Regions from separate parts of the Arabidopsis thaliana genome. Here region 2 is linked to region 1. The links are chromatin contacts, called in public ChIA-PET maps. All regions are on one chromosome and are shown on one strand. Each heading gives the region's core, a stretch centred on a gene start, on an enhancer-like site or on the middle of the called end of the contact. The rest is flanking DNA. Distances are from core to core; before and after follow the strand shown.

Region 1 (4,644 bases), core at 982-3,481:
ACCCCTCTGGAGTTTTTTTAAATTTAGAATAGTCTCAAAATAGGATTAACATATAACCTTGTCTCGCTAGAAACTATATGTAGAGCGGGATCAGTCGAGTGGCCATCTACTCTTATCAGATACTCATACCAACAGAGTAAACTATCATTTTGGTTTTCTTAATCACACTTATACAACATAACCTTTGCGTAAGAGCATAATACATTTTGCTCAGAGTTATGTGCCTCTCTTCCAAGTATATTATTACCTATTGTCCTTTCCCAATAATGATCACTATTCAAGATATTAGCCATTACAAAGTAACAGAAGTTTCTAACTTATTTATAAATATTTTACCTCCGTTGAAGTTGAATCGGAGGTAGACCAGTTTCCCTTTTCAGCTTCCGAAGTTATCAAATTCCCCTCTTCATTTAAAACAGGTAAACCTCTCCCTGCAAGAACAATACCAAAACTATATTACTGTAATGTGAAATAGGGTGATGCATAACAAGCAGAATATTTCAGCCTATGTTATCTTCTCTCATGTATCTTTCTAACAAACTTTTACCATGATGCCAATTTAGACCATAGTTTATTGAAACTATAGTACTGACAATCTAACATATATATCCTCCACAAATATCCGTAATGTTGGGAAATTCTAGATTATTAACATTCATAATCAAGGACATGAGAGCCAGACCTCCTGAAGTTTGATAAGATCCTATAGAAGCCTGCTGAATGGAGCTAGTGATAGATGACAAATTACTCCGACGCAAGCCCTCAGCAGCAAGGATGCACAATTGGATTAGAAGGAAAACCCCAAGAATTTGGTATCTGCTCAACAAGACTTAAGGGAGTTCAGTTACTCTGTGATAGTAAAAGTCAAGAGTTGCAAGTGTAAAAGAAGACAAAAAAATCATTACCTAGGTCTCTGATTCAGTTGCTTTCCTATGAAAACATAACGAACCCCGGATGCACGTTTCGATATATGATAATAAAAACCTGAAAAGAAACAAAGGTTACTAGTTCAGAACATGCTCTACATGAGTTAAATATTTCTCACAAAATTCACCTTCAAAGTAGAAGAGCATCAGATTGGCACGCAAAACCAGTTGTAAGACTTCGCGGGCAACAGGAAGAACCTAAAAGGCACAAAACCTTGTATAAAACAACATTTGCTACGCAGAAAACAAGTGAACGAACCATGGAAAATTAAACGTGAGGGGTATACATTACCACAGGCCATCGCTGAATAGCTCGGTGCCACGATCTCATAAGTCTATCGTTTAACCTAGATACTACAGAAGTTGAAGTTTCAACTTGAGATGAAGATGGAAGATCTATCATTCTTGGTGAGTGGATATGACTATCACCAAAAAACTCATCAGACTCATCAAAGGTGACTGCTTGCGTAGCAGCTCGAGTGCTGTAGACAATTATATCAATATCAGCGGACAAGATTCAAATTTTTCTTTGTAAAACAACAATAAGAAATGCGACGAAACCTAATTCTCTCTGCGATATATGGAACTGCGGTCTGGTACAATATGAACAAAGCACGTCTAGCTGGTGTAGGAGAGAGTCCATAAGGCCCTGCAACCTATATTATATCATTCTACATCAGAAGGTAAAATGGTTTTGTAGAAGCACACTTAAGGAAGATTGTATAAAGTAACAAAAACCTGTATAATGTCACAATATTCCTCTCCTAAAGTTTGTTGCCCTGAACCTGTCGTAAGAACATAGTAAAGCATCTGTCCAAGTAGCTTCATCTATCCAAAAACAATAAAAACAAATAATCAAAAATCTCATGGAAACTCAGACAAATATAATTTAGTGTATATTACCTCCTTCTGGTAAGCAAGAGCGATTCTTGTACCTAAGAGTGATAAAAATTAGTTATTAATTGGACAATAACGATGAAGCAATTAAAGTAGACAGTTGTTGTTGTTTGGTTTGGTGTCGGAAAAATTGTACCGAAAAGGTGTCGGAAGGCATCGCGGCAAGCTTCGTGGATGAAAGAAGCGTATTGATCGTCTTTCTCAGCAGCTCTCATAATCTCCGGCTGAGCTGCTAACGGGAATCGTCTGATTCCGCCGTGAAACCCGCTCGAACCGGGTTCATCCTGACCCGGACCCGAATCCCCATTAAGCCTCATCGTTTCTTTTTTTTCGTGGATCGATGAACTTGCCGAATGATGTTTTTTATTCGGCCTTTGATATTTTTTTTTAATTCAAAGGAAAAATAAATATTTGCAAATGTATCGATGCCATTTATATATGAGATCAATAATATTTTATTAATTATAATCTTTTTAATTATTTTTATGATCAAATATTTGTCTATATTAAGCAGTATTTTGTAATAGTCAATCGATTCGGGTGAGCTGATTAGTTTTTTAGAATACATGATGTTAAGTAAATTATGTTAAAAATAAATCCGAGCAAAGTGTTTCCATAATTAAATTATTAAAGGAGATATTAACCTTGACGAAAACTTTCTCTCTTCTCTCTCAAAAACTTTTGAGAGAGAGAGTTTGTTTTTTTGGTAAAGTCCGATCGTGATCTCATATGCATGTTCTATCCTCGCCGTCCGGTTTATCCGGCTCCTGTCCAGCATCGACTAGCTTCTAAAGTAGTGTTGGCTGGCTTATGTCTGGCGATTTGCCGTCTTGTTTACGGTGTCTTCGGCCAGTTTTGGGTTTGTTAAGTTTTTTTGTTTCAATAATCTCATTAGATCTGAGTTGGTGATGATGTTTTAGGTGTTGTGTCACTTAAAGAATGGATTTCTCCGACTTGTTTCTTTTGAGCTTTTGGTTTGCAGAAATCTTTCCAGAGACATAAGGAAAGAAGAATCTTTCGAAGCATATTATGATTGCCTTAAAGCTGTTAGTTTCTTTTTGGAGTTTCGATTAGCTTAGCAACGGTGACAAACAAAGGATTCAACGACCGATTATATTTCGGCGATAATCTTCTCACCGAAATCGATGCTCAACGGCGAAGGTTGATGTCGGAAATCTTTCGATTACTCATCCAGCATGTGTCGTGGTTGTATCCAGTTGCTGACACGTGGGCTTAGGTGGAGTACAAACAAATTTTCTTATGCAGTATGCGGTTATCCGATAGGCTCTTGTTGGGCCTCAAATATTTCTGTAAACTTTTCGTGGGGCTTTTAGTGTAGCCCGTGTATGATCGGGTTACGTTTAATACAATACTACACTTGAGAAAAAAAAAAAGAAGTAAATTATGTTATTTTTGTAGAATATATTTTTTTTTCTCAAGATTTAGAATACATAAACATGAAATAAATTATTATAACACAAAATGTTGGTCTAGTTTTCCAATCTTACTCACTATGCACTGATTGATTCAGAGGTGTGATCATAGCCTTTTGAAGAAGTTCATAGCCAGCTAAGTTCAAGGCTCCGAGAGGAGCAGTCCAGAAAAACCTTGGAACAGCTCCTTTGTAGAAAGCAAGAGGACCCTCATGTGTGAGAATTGAATAAGCAGCCATCAACATCGACAATTCCACGCCTTGTGGAGCCGTCATCATTCTTGTTTTAATCACATCGAATGGCGTTGTTAAAACTGCAGTGAAACCACCGGACAAGGCTCCAACCGCGATGGCTTCCCACGGCTCCAACTCTCTTCCTAATTGTCTCTCCACCACCTGTGAAACTCAATCGCAACCACGTCTTATTAATTACACAAAGACATGTCATTGTTCTGTTCTATCATGATTACCTTCTTTGATTGGTTGTAAAGTCCCATGCCAGCAACGTAGAAGGGAACCTCACGTAGAAGGGTAACACCGGTCCCACGAAAGAGTCCTTTGAGCCCTTCTTGATGCCAAGTCGAAACTGTAGCTTCCACTATGTTATCAAACTGGTTGGCTTGTAACCGTTGTTTCAACACTTCACACGGTATTCGCAACGTTGTCCCCAATACCGTACCAATAAAAGACGCGATTGACTGAACCTAAAATAATCAAGAAGCAAAAAAATTCAAAGAACGAAACATTATGTAGCAATAAAGTTGGCAATGAGCTTTTTACAATTACTAACTTGAATATCAAGAAGAGTAGGAGCAACGAGCGGTAACGCAAGTTTACTTGCTTCATATATACTTGTTCGTAAACCATGACTGAAAAATGTTTAAACAAGAGATGAAATCATGATAATGCTTATAACCAATAACCACAAGGCAAAGCATAAGAGATGAAACCTAGCAAATTGACCAACAACAGCCGGAATCGAGCCTTTGTATAAACCTCGAGCACCAATCTCTGGAATCTTTGACAATATTTCGAGAAACGACAATGTAGTTGATGCTTGAACTTGTGTCTTAATGATCCAAGACAAATGTAAGTAATCAGAACAATCTCATAAACACAAAAGAAGAACCTGAAATGAAATTACCATTATACCTTGACAGTATCCACTGGATGCATCAAAAAAGCAGAGAAAGCACATGAGATTCCTCCAGCTAATGCAGATTTAAGAAGATGACCAACATCTAATCCAACTCTTGTCCTAACAAAACATGTAGTTTAGACACAAATGTTTTAAAGAAAAACAGTATCTACAAGGTTCTTGTCCTCACCCAGTATCAAAGTTCTTGCCTTTAGCAACAGCTTCATTGATCAATGGAGCAATTTCATTGG
Region 2 (4,004 bases), core at 930-3,429, 50 kb after region 1:
CCAAACCCCTTTCAATCTCAAATCTAATTTTAAATCTACCTTTTCTTTTGTTTTTTTCTCTCCTCACAAATTACTCAATTTATAGTTGTTAATTTTTTGAGGAGAACAAGAAGGTGGTAGTATTATTTCAAAATGTTTACGGAAGCTGATAGCATTCCTAGGGCAAAATATGCCAACATGATGCATTCTGATCCGAATCTTTCCTCCACGATGACCCAACAAACAGAGGAAGAGTACGGTATACGCAATAGCAGTGCATCTGCGGTTGGCACGGGGATGTATGATAGAATGAGTTGCGAAGGTTCTCCAATGATGATGTCTCCTTGGAACCAAGCAACTCCATTTACTCAAACACAATGGTCTACTGTAGAAGAAAACCTACCCCAAAATGGCCTTATTGGCTCGCTTGTCCGTGAAGAAGGTCACATCTATTCATTAGCGGCCACAAAAGATCTTCTTTATACTGGCTCTGATAGCAAAAACATACGTGTGTGGAAGAATCTAAAGGAGTTCAGTGCATTCAAATGTAACAGTGGATTGGTTAAGGCCATTGTGATTTCAGGGGAGAAGATTTTCACAGGTCACCAAGACGGAAAGATTCGAGTTTGGAAAGTCTCCCCTAAGAACCAGAGCTTGCACAAACGTTCTGGAACATTACCAACTTTGAAAGATATATTCAAGGCATCTCTCAAACCAAGAAACTATGTTGAGGTGAAGAAACACCGCACTGCTCTCTGGATCAAACACGCCGATGCTGTTTCATGTTTAAGCCTAAATGATGAGCAAGGGTTGTTGTATTCTGCTTCATGGGACCGGACCATTAAGGTGTGGAGGATTGCTGATTCAAAATGTCTAGAATCAATCCCAGCTCATGATGATGCTGTAAACTCGGTGGTATCAACAACGGAAGCGATTGTTTTCTCTGGATCAGCCGATGGGACAGTCAAGGCATGGAAGAGAGACCAACAAGGAAAATACACAAAGCATACACTAATGCAAACATTAACAAAGCAAGAAAGCGCAGTCACAGCTTTGGCTGTAAGCAAGAATGGTGCGGCAGTGTACTTTGGTTCGAGTGATGGTTTGGTCAATTTTTGGGAGAGGGAGAAACAGTTGAACTACGGTGGTATTCTCAAGGGCCACAAGCTTGCTGTTCTTTGCCTAGAAGTGGCAGGGAGTCTTGTTTTTAGCGGATCTGCTGATAAGACAATATGTGTGTGGAAGAGAGATGGAAATATTCATACATGCCTCTCTGTACTAACAGGTCACACAGGTCCTGTGAAATGTTTGGCAGTAGAAGCAGACCGTGAAGCCTCCGAACGTCGGGACAAAAAATGGATTGTATATAGTGGAAGCTTGGATAAGTCAGTAAAAGTATGGGGAGTTTCAGAATCTTTCATTGACATGAACCAGATGAGTATGATGCAACAGCAACAACAGCAACATGTTATATCACATTCTGAACCATTCATGTCTGATGGCAGTTTCTCTTCATCAGCTGGTGGAGCTAGCAGCCATCGAAGACACTAATCATGGTTTGTGATTTGACCATCAAATACCAACTGTGTCTGAATTATTCATTTGTTTGTTGTTAAATTTGAATGGAAAGAAAAAGAAAGAAAAATCTAGTTATGATGCAGTGTTGTACAATATGGAGGTGAGTTTGAACTAATTTTTTCTTTTTCTTTTTTATCATAAAGGTTTGTTGTAATTTTTTTATATTTTGTGATGAAAACCTGTAACTCTATCAAACTTCATAATAATTAATTTTGTTGTAAACTTAGATAGGAGTTCATGCATTTCATAAGCGTTTTCTTCAAATTTTTACTGTGGTTAATTCAAAAACAAATAATCACTCAAGTTATATTCTTTCAAAAAAATAAAAATTAGTAGAATATTTAAATAAAAATTTTGTTTACGTGTCTTTTATTATATTACAGTATATTTTAAAGTATAATTATAAAATTAAGCGGCATCAATAAACACAAATTTTAATTTTTTTTTTAATATTTACTTGTCGAATGCACATTAAATTAAAATTAAAATGATTCATATTCATATGTCTATATATATAACTTATAACAAATTATATATATATGTTAACATAGATAATTATTAATAAATTTTCTCTCATAATTTATTTAGAAAAAGAAAAAAGAATAGAAATTGAGTAAAGCGATGAGAAACGTGTGTTCAGAGATATTTGATAAAAAGAAGTAAATCCATCTCTGGCCGTAATTGGCTGTGGCAGCCACACCCTCCTTATCCAAAATCTCCTCCTTCCTTAAAAACAATCTTCTCTTCTTTTGCTTCTCCTTTCTTTGAGTCGCTTCACTTCTCTTGCATCCTTCAAACTCATCCACAGGTAATAATATTAATCAACCAATCAATAATCTCTCTTCCAACTTCTCTTCCGATCATAACCATTTCTTGAATCTGTGAATCTTGTTTTCTTTTTCAGCAAGGAATGGCGACAGCAGCAGCACCAGCAGTGATTTCATGGACAAGATCAGGCATTGTGTCCAAATCCGGACAAACCCAGAAGAAATCTGAGATGAAAGTTTCTTACATAACTGGACTTAACTCATATGGTGGTCTCAAGGCACAGAACAACAAGGTTGTCTCAATGGGATCACCACTCTGCACAGAACAGTGTTTTGCTAACGTTGTGATGTCTCTCAAAGGAAGAAGAGGTAATGGAGGAGCCTTATCCACCACGTGTAACGCTGTCGGAGAGATTTTCAAGATTGCAGCAATCATGAACGCTCTTACTCTTGTTGGTGTTGCAGTTGGATTCGTTCTTCTTCGAATCGAAACTTCTGTTGAAGAAGCTGAAGCAGAGTAAATAGAGTAAATTGCTGCTCTTATAATTATATATTTTTGGTTATTGTTGTTGTCAAGCTTTGGTAAAACTTGATGGATACATGTTACATTTGTTTATGAAGAAGCTCTTTTCTTGGTAGATGAAAAAATTGGGAATCCTCACTAATCAGTAACTCTGCATCTACTGTTTTATCCATGCCCTCCATTGCTTCATATATCTCTTCATATAATTTTTTTGTGAAACTTGCTTTAGTGTTGAGAAAATGAACGAGATTGCTTTTTATAATCTACTCCTTTTCCTTTGGACATCATAGGTGTTTACATTGATTTTATTAGGTGAGAATAATCTTGGTTTGTGAGGTAGCCATTCCGGTAAAGTGTTTACATGAGATAATTAAAAATCATTGCTGTTGCATTTTTAATGAAACTCTTAGCACGAACATTATTACAGTTAGAATACTAATCGTTAGTTGAGTAATATGAGGGAGCATCCAGGATCAAAAGCATCTTGATTGAGTCCAAAAAAGTTGACTCGAAAAAACACAAACTGGATGATGTCATTAACAAAATCCCTCATAAAGTACTACTAGAAAACTTAGCAACTTTTTCAGACTAACGGGCGAGTAAAGTGATAAACTCTGACTGGCCACAACCGTAAGCGGCTAGCTTGTAATCAAGACAGACTATGAGGACTCGCATATATGCATCACTCTAGAACGCATCCTTCTTTGGTTGATATGAAATGATTCAAGCAGTGGAGATAACATTAAATGTGCATCAACACTCTCATTCAATGCTATCGAGAAGCATCATTGCGCTTTTCCATTGATTCTAGTAAAATAGTACCCATGCCTCTTTTTTGGTAACTCTTCTCACTTACGGTCAGAGAGATCACATTATCAAGTCTCACCAATCCCGTCTAATTAAAGTTGTAAATAATACTCATTCCGTTCCTTTAATTTAGAGGGCAGAAGCAAGAGAAAATTTTAGGGCCTTTACTTAAACTATTTTTCCTATGAGAATAAATTTTAGAATCTTGCAAAAATATGGACTTATTTGTATAATGATGTTTAATTTGTAGGAGCTAAAATTAGCAAACACTACGTAAAGACAATTGAAATCGATATCATAAACGTTTAAGGAAAGACAAGAGAGGAGTCGAGCTGATGAACTCTTTCTTT

Evidence for each region. ChIA-PET counts read pairs in DNA pulled down with a chosen protein or histone mark.
Region 2: an H3K4me3 ChIA-PET map of shoot shows a contact between it and region 1, with 10 read pairs. The contact joins the promoter of AT2G26500 here to the promoter of PEX10 in region 1. A contact is called at or near these places in 2 of 26 Hi-C or Micro-C datasets (root and seedling) and 1 of 2 datasets of contacts at active chromatin or transcription factors (shoot).

What each region holds. Positions count from the first base shown.
Region 1 is chr2:11,218,276-11,222,919 of TAIR10.1, forward strand. PEX10 (peroxin 10) reads right to left here and starts at 2,232. Exons shown (of 11, transcript NM_001336059.1): 1 at 1,960-2,232; 2 at 1,830-1,861; 3 at 1,665-1,754; 4 at 1,488-1,582; 5 at 1,219-1,408; 6 at 1,055-1,124; 7 at 906-984; 8 at 683-816; 9 at 58-431. The coding sequence starts at 2,140. The coding sequence ends at 322. It overlaps AT2G26360 (Mitochondrial substrate carrier family protein), which reads right to left. Exons shown (of 6, transcript NM_128193.5): 1 at 4,584-4,644; 2 at 4,408-4,513; 3 at 4,206-4,324; 4 at 4,046-4,124; 5 at 3,726-3,959; 6 at 3,241-3,651. The coding sequence ends at 3,328. It overlaps AT2G26355 (a long non-coding RNA gene), which reads left to right and starts at 2,433. Exons shown (of 1, transcript NR_140673.1): 1 at 2,433-3,260.
Region 2 is chr2:11,267,903-11,271,906 of TAIR10.1, forward strand. It overlaps AT2G26500 (cytochrome b6f complex subunit (petM)), which reads left to right and starts at 2,180. Exons shown (of 2, transcript NM_128207.6): 1 at 2,180-2,365; 2 at 2,462-3,172. The coding sequence starts at 2,468. The coding sequence ends at 2,845. AT2G26490 (Transducin/WD40 repeat-like superfamily protein) reads left to right here. Exons shown (of 1, transcript NM_128206.3): 1 at 1-1,848. The coding sequence starts at 133. The coding sequence ends at 1,530.